Regions from separate parts of the Mus musculus genome. Here region 2 is linked to region 1. A link is a contact called in public promoter capture Hi-C data. All regions are on one chromosome and are shown on one strand. Each heading gives the region's core, a stretch centred on a gene start, on an enhancer-like site or on the middle of the called end of the contact. The rest is flanking DNA. Distances are from core to core; before and after follow the strand shown. Region 1 holds the start of Pmf1 (polyamine-modulated factor 1). Region 2 holds the start of Ints3 (integrator complex subunit 3).

Region 1 (4,719 bases), core at 1,665-4,164:
CTCTCCCTCTCTCTCTCTCTTTATATATATGAATGAGTATGCTGTAGCTGTCTTCAGACACACCAAAAGAGGGCACTGGATCCCATTACAGATGGTTGTGAGCCACCATGTGGTTGCTGGGATTTGAACTCAGGACCTCTGGAAGAGCAGTCAGTGCTTTTACTTAACATCTGGAGCCATCTCTCGAGCCCAGGCATAGGGACTATCACCATTTTCTATTTTAGAAAACTGGGGTAGGCAGGGTTAAGTCCACCCAGGAAGTCTGTCACCAGAGCTAGGAGGAAGTCACTGTGCTGCCCAGAAAGCAGAGGCTAGCCCTCGGAGTCCCTCCTCGAGCCTGAAGTGCTATTGAGGGTGTGCTGAGCAGTGGTGACAGCACAGTTGGTGGCTCTTCACTGTGGTGACTTTTTCAGGTTGAAGGCAAGAGCTCCATCGTCCTGACCTTCAGGCAGCTGATGGCAGAGGAGGGGCCTTGGGGCCTCATGAAGGGCCTCTCGGCAAGAATCATCTCGGCTACACCCTCCACCATCGTCATCGTGGTGGGCTACGAGAGCCTCAAGAAGCTCAGCCTGCGACCTGAGCTGGTGGACTCGAGACACTGGTAGAGAGCGGTGGATGGAGAGGCTGTGGTTTCACACATTACTCTGGGCCAGGGCAGAGCAGAGAGGATAACTGACCCTGTGAATACCACCACCACACACCCATCCTGCTCCAGGTTGTCTGTCAGGGATAAGAGAGGAGACTTTGGACTGCTCCTTCTGCAGAGGTTCTGTGCCTGGCTTCCCTCATCCCCATCATTTGATTTCCCCTGCAGATCTGGGCCCCTCACTCGGTCCTTATACTCAGTCATGGCCACAGGACCCCGTTAGCCCCTCTGGCACCCCTCTCTGACCTTCCCTCAGGCCTGGAGAAGAGCTGCTCCTCGTTTGCTTGTCCCCTGCTTCTTCTCGAGCCTCAGGCCAAGGCTCTGAGTAGCTGCCTGGGGTCTATTTATTTTTTTATGCCTGCTTATTTTAAATTTGGGACCTGAGTTGTTCACTGCTTTGTCCTGCCTTTGGGGGGACAAATCGGAGCAGCACACACTCTGCAGGGCGTTCATCTTCTAGGGGAGTTACTAGGAGGGAGGAATGCTAAGGCTTCCTATGTGTAGCTGAACATCTGTGAATGAGCCAACTCACCCTCATAGCTCAGTCTGCTGTCAGACCCCACTCCTTGGAGAAGTGGAAAACTGTGACACAGATCCCAATTCTTTATCCCCCTTCCCTGTCCCTCAGGCCCGGGAACCGCATGAGCTGCTGGCCTTCATTGGCCCAGGTGACTACAGTAGAGGGGCATAGTTATAAGTGGGTCAGACTTACTAGAGAACACTGTCCTTGGAACTTTGCCCTGAAGCCAGGTTGGGAAAGAGCCACTGGCTTGGATGTGTGTTCCTCACTCTTATCTCCTCAGGCCAGCTGAGCCAAGCCCTGGAGGTACAACGGAGGTTCTGAGCCCGAGGCAGCAGTGCCACAGGCACACCTGCCACCCAGATGAATAGCAACAGGTGTCTCACAGTGGGACTCTGGAATATGAACTATCCTTTTTTTTCTTGTCCTTGGTTGTGAAGTATCATCCCAGTCATGGTACCCTGTGCTGGCAACAGAAAAAAAAAAAAAATACAGTCAGGAAGGCACCCAAGGCCAGGTCCACCTGGTTACCAGCCTCTTACTGCCAAAACCATTGATGCTTTCCTCAGGAGCGTCCCTCTTCCCTGCCTCTACTGAGCCTGTGTTGGTGGCAGAGAGGCACATCCAGGAATGGGAGGGAAGAAAGCAGGCAGATCTTGCTCTTCAGCCTGGGAGATGCTTGGGAAATGCCATGGTGCCAAATTGGAAGGTGCTAACTGAAGCCTTCATGTTTCTCACGGCTGCTCCACATTCTTCCATCCTGACTTGACCCAGTCTCCACACACACACCTCCTACTACTCGCTGTAGTCTGTATTTGTTTCCTTCTGAGCCCTCTACTAATGTCTCAGCATTTTGGTTTGTTTTTTGAGACAGGGTCTCATATATCCCAGGCTGGGTTTGAATTCATTATGTAGCAGAGGGTAGCCTAGAACTCTTCATCTTCCTCCACCTCCTAAGTTCCAGGTTTACAGGACGCCGCCAGGCCCCACTTCCTGCACTTTATTGAGAGAGCCCTTCAATCTTGCCCATAGTCATCTGAAGGGTGAAGCCCACAGATCATTTTAAATCCTTTCGCTCCTCACCTCTACCTTAAGACCTATCAATACAGTGGAGCAAGGGCCCCTCTCAGGCTTTCACTATCAAGACCTTTGTGATTGGACAGCTCTGCTCTTTGGTCTTTCCTAACGGGGCAGAGTGTGGACATAGGTTCCTCCCACCTTTCATACCTTAGGTTACTCCTTCCCGACTTTTCTTGTCCGGTGTTTAAGCCTCTCCCTTTCTTGTCCTATCTCCCTTTCCTTCTTTCCCCTTGTGTTTGAAAGGACCTTGGATATAAAGGTAAAAGGCACCCCCGTGTCGGAACTCCTACTCTCCCAAGGTCAGGGTCTGGGATTGGCCTTGGTGAAGATGAGCCAGTGGGCGGCCATTTTTCCAAAACTGGAGACCAAAACAGCTAGAAATGTTGACCCATTGGTCAACACACAAATTAGAAACTCGGCAAGACAGGAGGGCTGGATAGAGGCACATGGGAAAGAATGCACATTCAGCATTAGCTAGAAATGGACTCGAGGAGATTAGCTGCGAATATTCACTGTTGCACTGTATGAGATCTTTGAAATGTAATTAAAAGTTTTTATTGAGCCCCTAAACTCTGGCTTTTGGGTTTTGTTTTCTGCCCTTCCCCCCCTCCCTCCCCCCGGAGCTGAGAACTAATTCCTCGTCCTCGGCCACTGCCCCGCCCCATCCGGCTCCGTGACGGGCATTCCGCGGCCTCCAATCGGAGGTCCTGTTGGGAGGAGCTGCAGGGCCAGTTTATTTTGGCGGTTCAATTTCAACATGGCTGAGGTGAGCCGAGATAGCGAGGCTGCGGAAAGGGGGCCTGAGGGCTCCTCTCCGGAAGCTGTGCCAGGGGACGCGACCATCCCCAGGGTGAAACTCCTGGACGCCATAGTAGACACTTTCCTCCAGAAGCTAGTCGCCGACAGGAGGTAGGTGGCGACCAATGGGGAGAGGTGGCGGGAGGTCTGTCGCAGGATCGTAAGTCCCGCGAGATACGCTTGGCGCAGTCACGTGGGCGACCCGCCGCGGTGGAGCAGGGCTGCTCCCCTGAAACCTCTCGCCGCGGTTTGCGGAGGAGTAGAGGGAAGGTCGGATTGCAGTTGCTGTCTTCTCCACCGTCCCGCAAGGCAGCAGCCTGGGGCCCGCGGCAGCCTTAGGGCAGCCGACGTCCTTCCCCAGAGGTCATCTGCTTACGTAGACCTAACGCGCCAGGGCGCCAGATGAGCGCAGAGCTCTGCTGGCTGGAGCGCGCGGGAGGTGGCAAGCACTGAGCTTGCAGTCTTTTTTTTTTTTTTTTTTTGAGAAAGGATTTCTCTGTAGCCCTGGCTGTCCTGGAACTCACTCTGTAGACCAAGCTGGTCTCGAACTCAGAAATGAGTGGCTGTCCTTACAGGCTGGTGTGCCAGGCCTCATAACCAGGAATGTCCTGGGCTCAGTGGTAAGAGCACTCGTTGATCTTGCAGATCTTGCAGCGCACCTACATGGTGGTTCACACCCACTTGTAACTCCACTTCCAGGGGATCTGACACTATTCTGGTGGGCATTAAGCATGTACATGGTGCAAATACATACGTGCAGGCAAAATACCTAGACATAAACATGACCGAATCAAATTAACATTTTAAAAAAAGGAATGTTAGCCGGGCAGTGGTGGCGCAAGCCTTTAACCCCAGCACTTGGGAGGGAGAGGCAGGCGGATTTCTGAATTTGAGGCCAGCCTGGTCTACAGAGTGAGTTCCAGGACAGCCAGGGCTACAGAGAAACCTTGTCTCAAAAAAAAAAGACTATAGGCTCAGTGCTCGCCACCTCCCATGCCTTCCCGCTCCAGCCAGCAGAGCTCTAGTGACTTCCACAGTGACTAGAGGAAGACTGGACATGCTGGCTTCAGGTGGACCTCAAATTCTTGCCCTGCTGTCCTTTTCGTTGGCCTGGCTAAGGCCCAACTGCCAGAAGTGCCAATCTTAGGTTTCACAATATAAAGATGCAGTCGCACATGGCCCTGCTATCTGCACTCCCCTGCCTTGTCTCTCCAAAAGCGAAATCTTTTTTTTTTTGGTCCTGGCAGTCTCCTGGACCTTCTGAAACAGTCTTTCTCTTTAGCTGCAGCAAGCAAGGGATTCCTTTTCTGTGTCTTGTGACATTTGAACCTGCCAGAAGAGACTGGGTTGGTGGTATTAGTGGAGCCCAGGGTAAAGGCCAGTTAGTACTATTCAGAGAGAAGCCAGGTCTCCCACCAGGACACAGTGCAGCCAGCAGCTTGTTACAGAGGAGTGGGTCCCATGAGGCTGAGGGGCTAAGGTCTTACCATATCCTGATCCAGTGCTATGGCCTGGGATGCTCTAGGCAGGGTGTGATTTATATAGTTATGTTAAGCCCAAGGAAAGAGCGAACATCAATTGTGCCTCAGTTGCTGGCATTTTAAACTAAAGAAAGGCAAGGAGGTGAGGGCGATGGGACTCAGTGGTAGGTAGGGCTCAGTGATGGAGCTGCTGG
Region 2 (4,758 bases), core at 1,566-4,065, 2.0 Mb before region 1:
TATAATTTCTACTTTGCAAGTTGAATATCCTGAAAAGTATTTTGTAATATCACATTCTAAGAGGAAATAGAAGATAATTCAGCTATTCTTGTGCTATTACAGCAGAGTTCAATGACATTTACTTTTCTGGAGGGAATTACTGGGAATTGAACATAGGACTTCTTCACCCAGGCTAGGTAGTCACTTCCTCTACCACTGAGCCTTGGTCCTTATTTTATACCAAATCATTGAGAAACAAAACATAGGAAAAATAAAAAAAAAATACCTATAATTTAAAAAATAGAATAAACCTCTAATCTCCACACTTAGAAGGCTAAAGCAGAAAGTTTTTTTGTTTTGTTTTGTTTTGTTTTGTTTTGTTTTGTTTTTTGAGACAGGGTTTCTCTGTGTAATCTTGGCTGTCCTGAAACTTCTTCTGTACATCAGGCTGGCCTTGAACTCAAAGATCTGCCTGCCTTTGCCTCTGGAGTGCAAAAAACAATACATAAATAAACAAATGTCAGAGGGAGAGCTCAGCTGGCTACTGTGCATGCATGAGTATCTGAGTTTGATCACTTGCTCCCACGTTAACAATGGGGCATGGCAAGAAGCTTGTGACAGACGCAGTGCCAGGGAGGTGGAGGTTGACAAATCCTTGGGCCTGCTGCTCAGCTGCCCTAGCCCAAACACAAACCCTAGGTTTCTACAAAACAAAAACCAAAAATAAAAAACAAAACAACAACAATACAAAACACAATGTGGATTGTCCCTAAGGAATAACACCAAACACATCTGAGTGAACACATGCTTGCTTAGGCACTATATATATATATATATATATATATATATATATATATATATATACACACACACACACACATATAGGCTCTAGAAACCCAAAGTCCACTCCTCGCACTTCAGGACAAACAATTTTTACATTGTTCCATCTCTCCAGCAATTCACTCCTCTTTCTTCCTCTTCCTTTATTATTATTATTATTACTATTATTATTATTATTATTGTTTTTTTTTCAAGACAGGGCTACTCTGTGTAGCCCTGGCTGTCCTGGAACTCACTCTGTGGACCAGGCTGACCTCGAACTCAGAAATCTGCCTGCCTCTGCCTCCCAAGTGCTGGGATTAAAGGCGTGCGCCACCACTTCCTGAGTGAATGCAGCTTTGCAGATGGAAGGCAAGCACCCCAGCGCCAGCCCCCACTACACTATACAGTGCTTATTTAAAGATGCTATAAAGCACAATTGTGGTGGTGCACACATGCAGTCCTAACTCTTGAGAGGATCAGGAAAGTCATCCTTACCTACATAGGAACAAGTGTCTCAAAAAACAATAAATGAATTTTTAAAATTAAAAAAAGCACATGGAAGTTCCCTGGCAGGGCATTTACCTATTTTGAATTCCTGAGTTCAATCATCAGTACCACAAACAAACCCAGTACACTTCAAAAAAAAAAAAAAAATGGAAAGAATATTCAGTATTATACATCTTTTTTCCTTCCTTCTTTTCTTTTTTCTTTTTTTTTTTTTTTTTTTGTTTTTTTGAGACAGGGTTTCTCTGTGTAGCCCTGGCTGTCCTGGAACTCACTTTGTAGACCAGGCTGGCCTCGAACTGAGAAATCCACCTGCCTCTGCCTCCCGAGTGCTGGGATTAAAGGCGTGCACCACCACGCCCGGCCCTTTCTTTTTCTTCTTTCCATCCAATACATGTGTCCCGGTTATATTAAGCTATTGTAATGACTTGTTTGTAGTTCCGAGGCTGAATCAGTCCTTTACCTAGAAGTTATTCAAAGCTTACTCAGGAGGATTGTAGAATGCCAGAAGTGTATTTGGAGATCGGCCAGTCCGGGTCTTATTTTATTTGTAATTAGGATACAGAAGTCCCTGGGAGGCAGAAAGAATGCCACAAAAGTGAGGCCAGCTTGGGTTCAAGAGTGCTTCACTCCCAAAACAGTAGCTATGGAACTTGGAATTCTTCCAAGGACATTGTTAACAATTTACCTGCCCACTGGCCTTGAAAATGGATAGTGCAGGAAAATAGGCCTATATCTACAAATGGGGGACGGAAGGGGAACATGAATTTGATGGGCCAGCTTCCCACGTATTAGGATGGCAGGCATATATTACCACACCCACCTTAGAGCTGTGGACAGCAATAGGCTCATACGCCTAAAAATGAAAAGTTCTGTTGAGAGACGCACGGTAAAAGAACTCTCATACAATCAAGCCCTACTATGATCACAACAAACCACAACTCTCAATGGATTGTGTGTGTGTAAATACAATAGGCTTCAGTGACATTTGTCAGTCCCAGAGTCTCAAAAGACGAGGTCCCATCACTTAGTAAACTGTGTTAAAGCGAGTGCTGGTACGATTCTAACTATTTGGTTTGCACTAGAGAATCAATGCACTTTTTTTGTTTTCAAATTGTTACTAATAATTGCACACCCAAGAGCTCATACAATCGGCCGCGTGTAGCATTTTTAGTTCAGGAAGTAGCTTCAGACCCTGAGGGCGTTTGCTACGCGACTGCGTAGGGGTTGGGACTCGGCAGCTCCTTTTCCTGAATAGACACTTATGGGCTAGGTTTCCATCCTCCCAGCCTACTACCCAAGGACAACGTTCCGAACACCTGTAGGGAGTGGAGCAAGAGGGAAACGTCGCGCATGCGTGTTGGCGCGCGCAGGCGCAGCCCGGCTTTTTCCGGATCGCCCAGCAGTAGCACCCACTCCGTACCTCCCGTCCCGCCTCCAGATGCAGAGGAAGGATGCGATTGGGCACACTTGTTGCCCGTCAGACCAGACTCAATTCTTCTCCCTACAATTGGCAGCCCGGGAAAAGGCCAGTCCGCCGTCGTCGGCTTACTCCTTAGAGACCTGGCGCCACCGCGGAAGCCGCTATTGGCGGACGCCCGGGACCGCGACTGCTCACTTCCGGCGCCGGCGACGACTCTGCCCGCTCGGGCACTCTCAGCCTCCCCCGCCCTTCCACCATGGCCGCCTCTGTGTGGTGTGGGGAGAAGCTGGTCCTCCCATAGCGCTCCTGCTGCATCCTCACCCGCTAGGGGCCGGATTCCAAGGAACCGCGTTTCCCAATCCCGCCGGGAAGGTTTCCCACTCCCAATTCAGGGCCAGGACTCCTTCCCACGCCTCGAGAGGCAGAAACTTAGGGTTTCCCCTCCTTTCAGGATAAGAAGCCAGAGGGTTTCCCCCTCCACTTCTGCAAGGGTGGCAGCCTTGCCTATCTCCCTGCAGGACACAAGACCCTTAGTCTACCATACTTCTGCGCAAAAGCTTTGCCCCAGCCCGGCCACTCCTGAGGGAGCATCTAGAGAACCCGCGCCTTCCCCCTCCGCAGGAGAGGAGGCAAGAGTGCGGAAAGCCAGGCCTGTCGGCCTCCCTCCCACTTGTTCCTCTTGCTCCTCGTCCTTGGCAAGCCAGAGTTCTCCATTTCTAGGACTTAACACCCGTCTACTCCCTTGACCTCTTCTGGTCTCTTGGCTGCAGCCATGGAGTTACAGAAGGGAAAGGGGACCGTAGCAGCTGCTGCATCAGGAGCAGCGGGAGGTGGAGGAGGAGGAGCGGGAGCAGGAGCCCCAGGAGGGGGGAGGCTGCTACTTTCAACCAGTTTGGATGCCAAGGATGAGTTAGAGGAGGTAGGTGTGGGGGGTGGGGAAGGGAGTAAGGAATTGGGTTGAGGAGGGATGCTGGATCGCATATGGGGTGGGGGTGGGGAGAAAAGGCCTTCAAGTTTATTTTATTTATTTATTATTATTATTATTTTTTTTTTGTAAGGCAGAAACATTGCTCTTGCTTCCTGCTTCTGGAGGAAGAAGTGTGGGTCAATTTCCTGGACAGGTTGCCCTAGTAACAGCTGCCGCTATTAAGAAAATGGGTGTGAGGGGTGTTGGTTACAGAAGGGATGTAGCATCAGTACTGACCAAAGTTATTTTCATTTCTTCCCACATACACACCAATAGCTATCTAAAATATCCACCCTATTTGAGAGTGTTAAGTTGAAAAGTATATATGTGTTTACAGGCAGGTGTCTGAGGATTGGCAACTTCCTACAGACTTGGCCCCTCTTCTTAGATGGTATCATTGACTGTGTGTGGATACAGACACTTGTCAGTGATTTTAACCGAGCATTTATAGAGTGAGTGAAGACTTACAAGTAAGTAGTATCTAGTTTGGTAATATCAGTCATAGCAGTGGGGTGAGCCAGTATATAGGGGACTGCTTTCCTTAGTACCAGAGAGTACATACACACACGAAGGAGAGGTACGGGAGGCAGAGGCAAGTGGATCTCTGTGAGTTTGAGGCCAGCCTGGTCTACAAAGAGAGCTCCAGGACAGCCAGGGCTACAGAGAGAAACCCAGCCTCAGAAAACAAAACAAAACAAAACAAAACAAAACAACGACAGGCAGACACAGAACATGAGTGAGGAGGCTTGTCCCTTCCTTTTCTTTGCTTGGTCTCACCCTGTGCTTGACTAACTAGAGATGATCTGTGTAGCCACTTCCACAACTTACACACAGGAAGACGTACTTAGGATGTAGGACAGACGGAGGCATGATTGTTGAACTGTTTGTAAAGCCTAAAGCATTCAGTTCCATGGTTACCCAAGGATAGGGGGAGGAAATGAACAGGCCCTGTCCCCTCACTCACAGGCTGTTTCCCTGACACTATGTCACAGTCCTTTATCACATGCCAGAGTAGGCAGGTAAACTCAGAGTTGAAAAAATGTGAGATTGCCTTGCGTGGTGG

Evidence for each region. Promoter capture Hi-C pulls out the DNA fragments that hold promoters and counts their contacts.
Region 2: a contact with region 1 is called in a promoter capture Hi-C map of pre-B cells, with 4 times the contacts expected there. The contact joins the promoter of Ints3 here to the promoter of Pmf1 in region 1. A contact is called at or near these places in 3 of 39 promoter capture datasets (liver and pre-B cells).

What each region holds. Positions count from the first base shown.
Region 1 is chr3:88,408,592-88,413,310 of GRCm38.p6, reverse strand. It overlaps Pmf1 (polyamine-modulated factor 1), which reads left to right and starts at 2,914. Exons shown (of 5, transcript NM_025928.4): 1 at 2,914-3,155. The coding sequence starts at 3,004. It overlaps Slc25a44 (solute carrier family 25, member 44), which reads left to right. Exons shown (of 4, transcript NM_178696.5): 4 at 414-2,817. The coding sequence ends at 605.
Region 2 is chr3:90,431,693-90,436,450 of GRCm38.p6, reverse strand. Ints3 (integrator complex subunit 3) reads left to right here and starts at 2,815. Exons shown (of 30, transcript NM_145540.3): 1 at 2,815-3,647. The coding sequence starts at 3,501.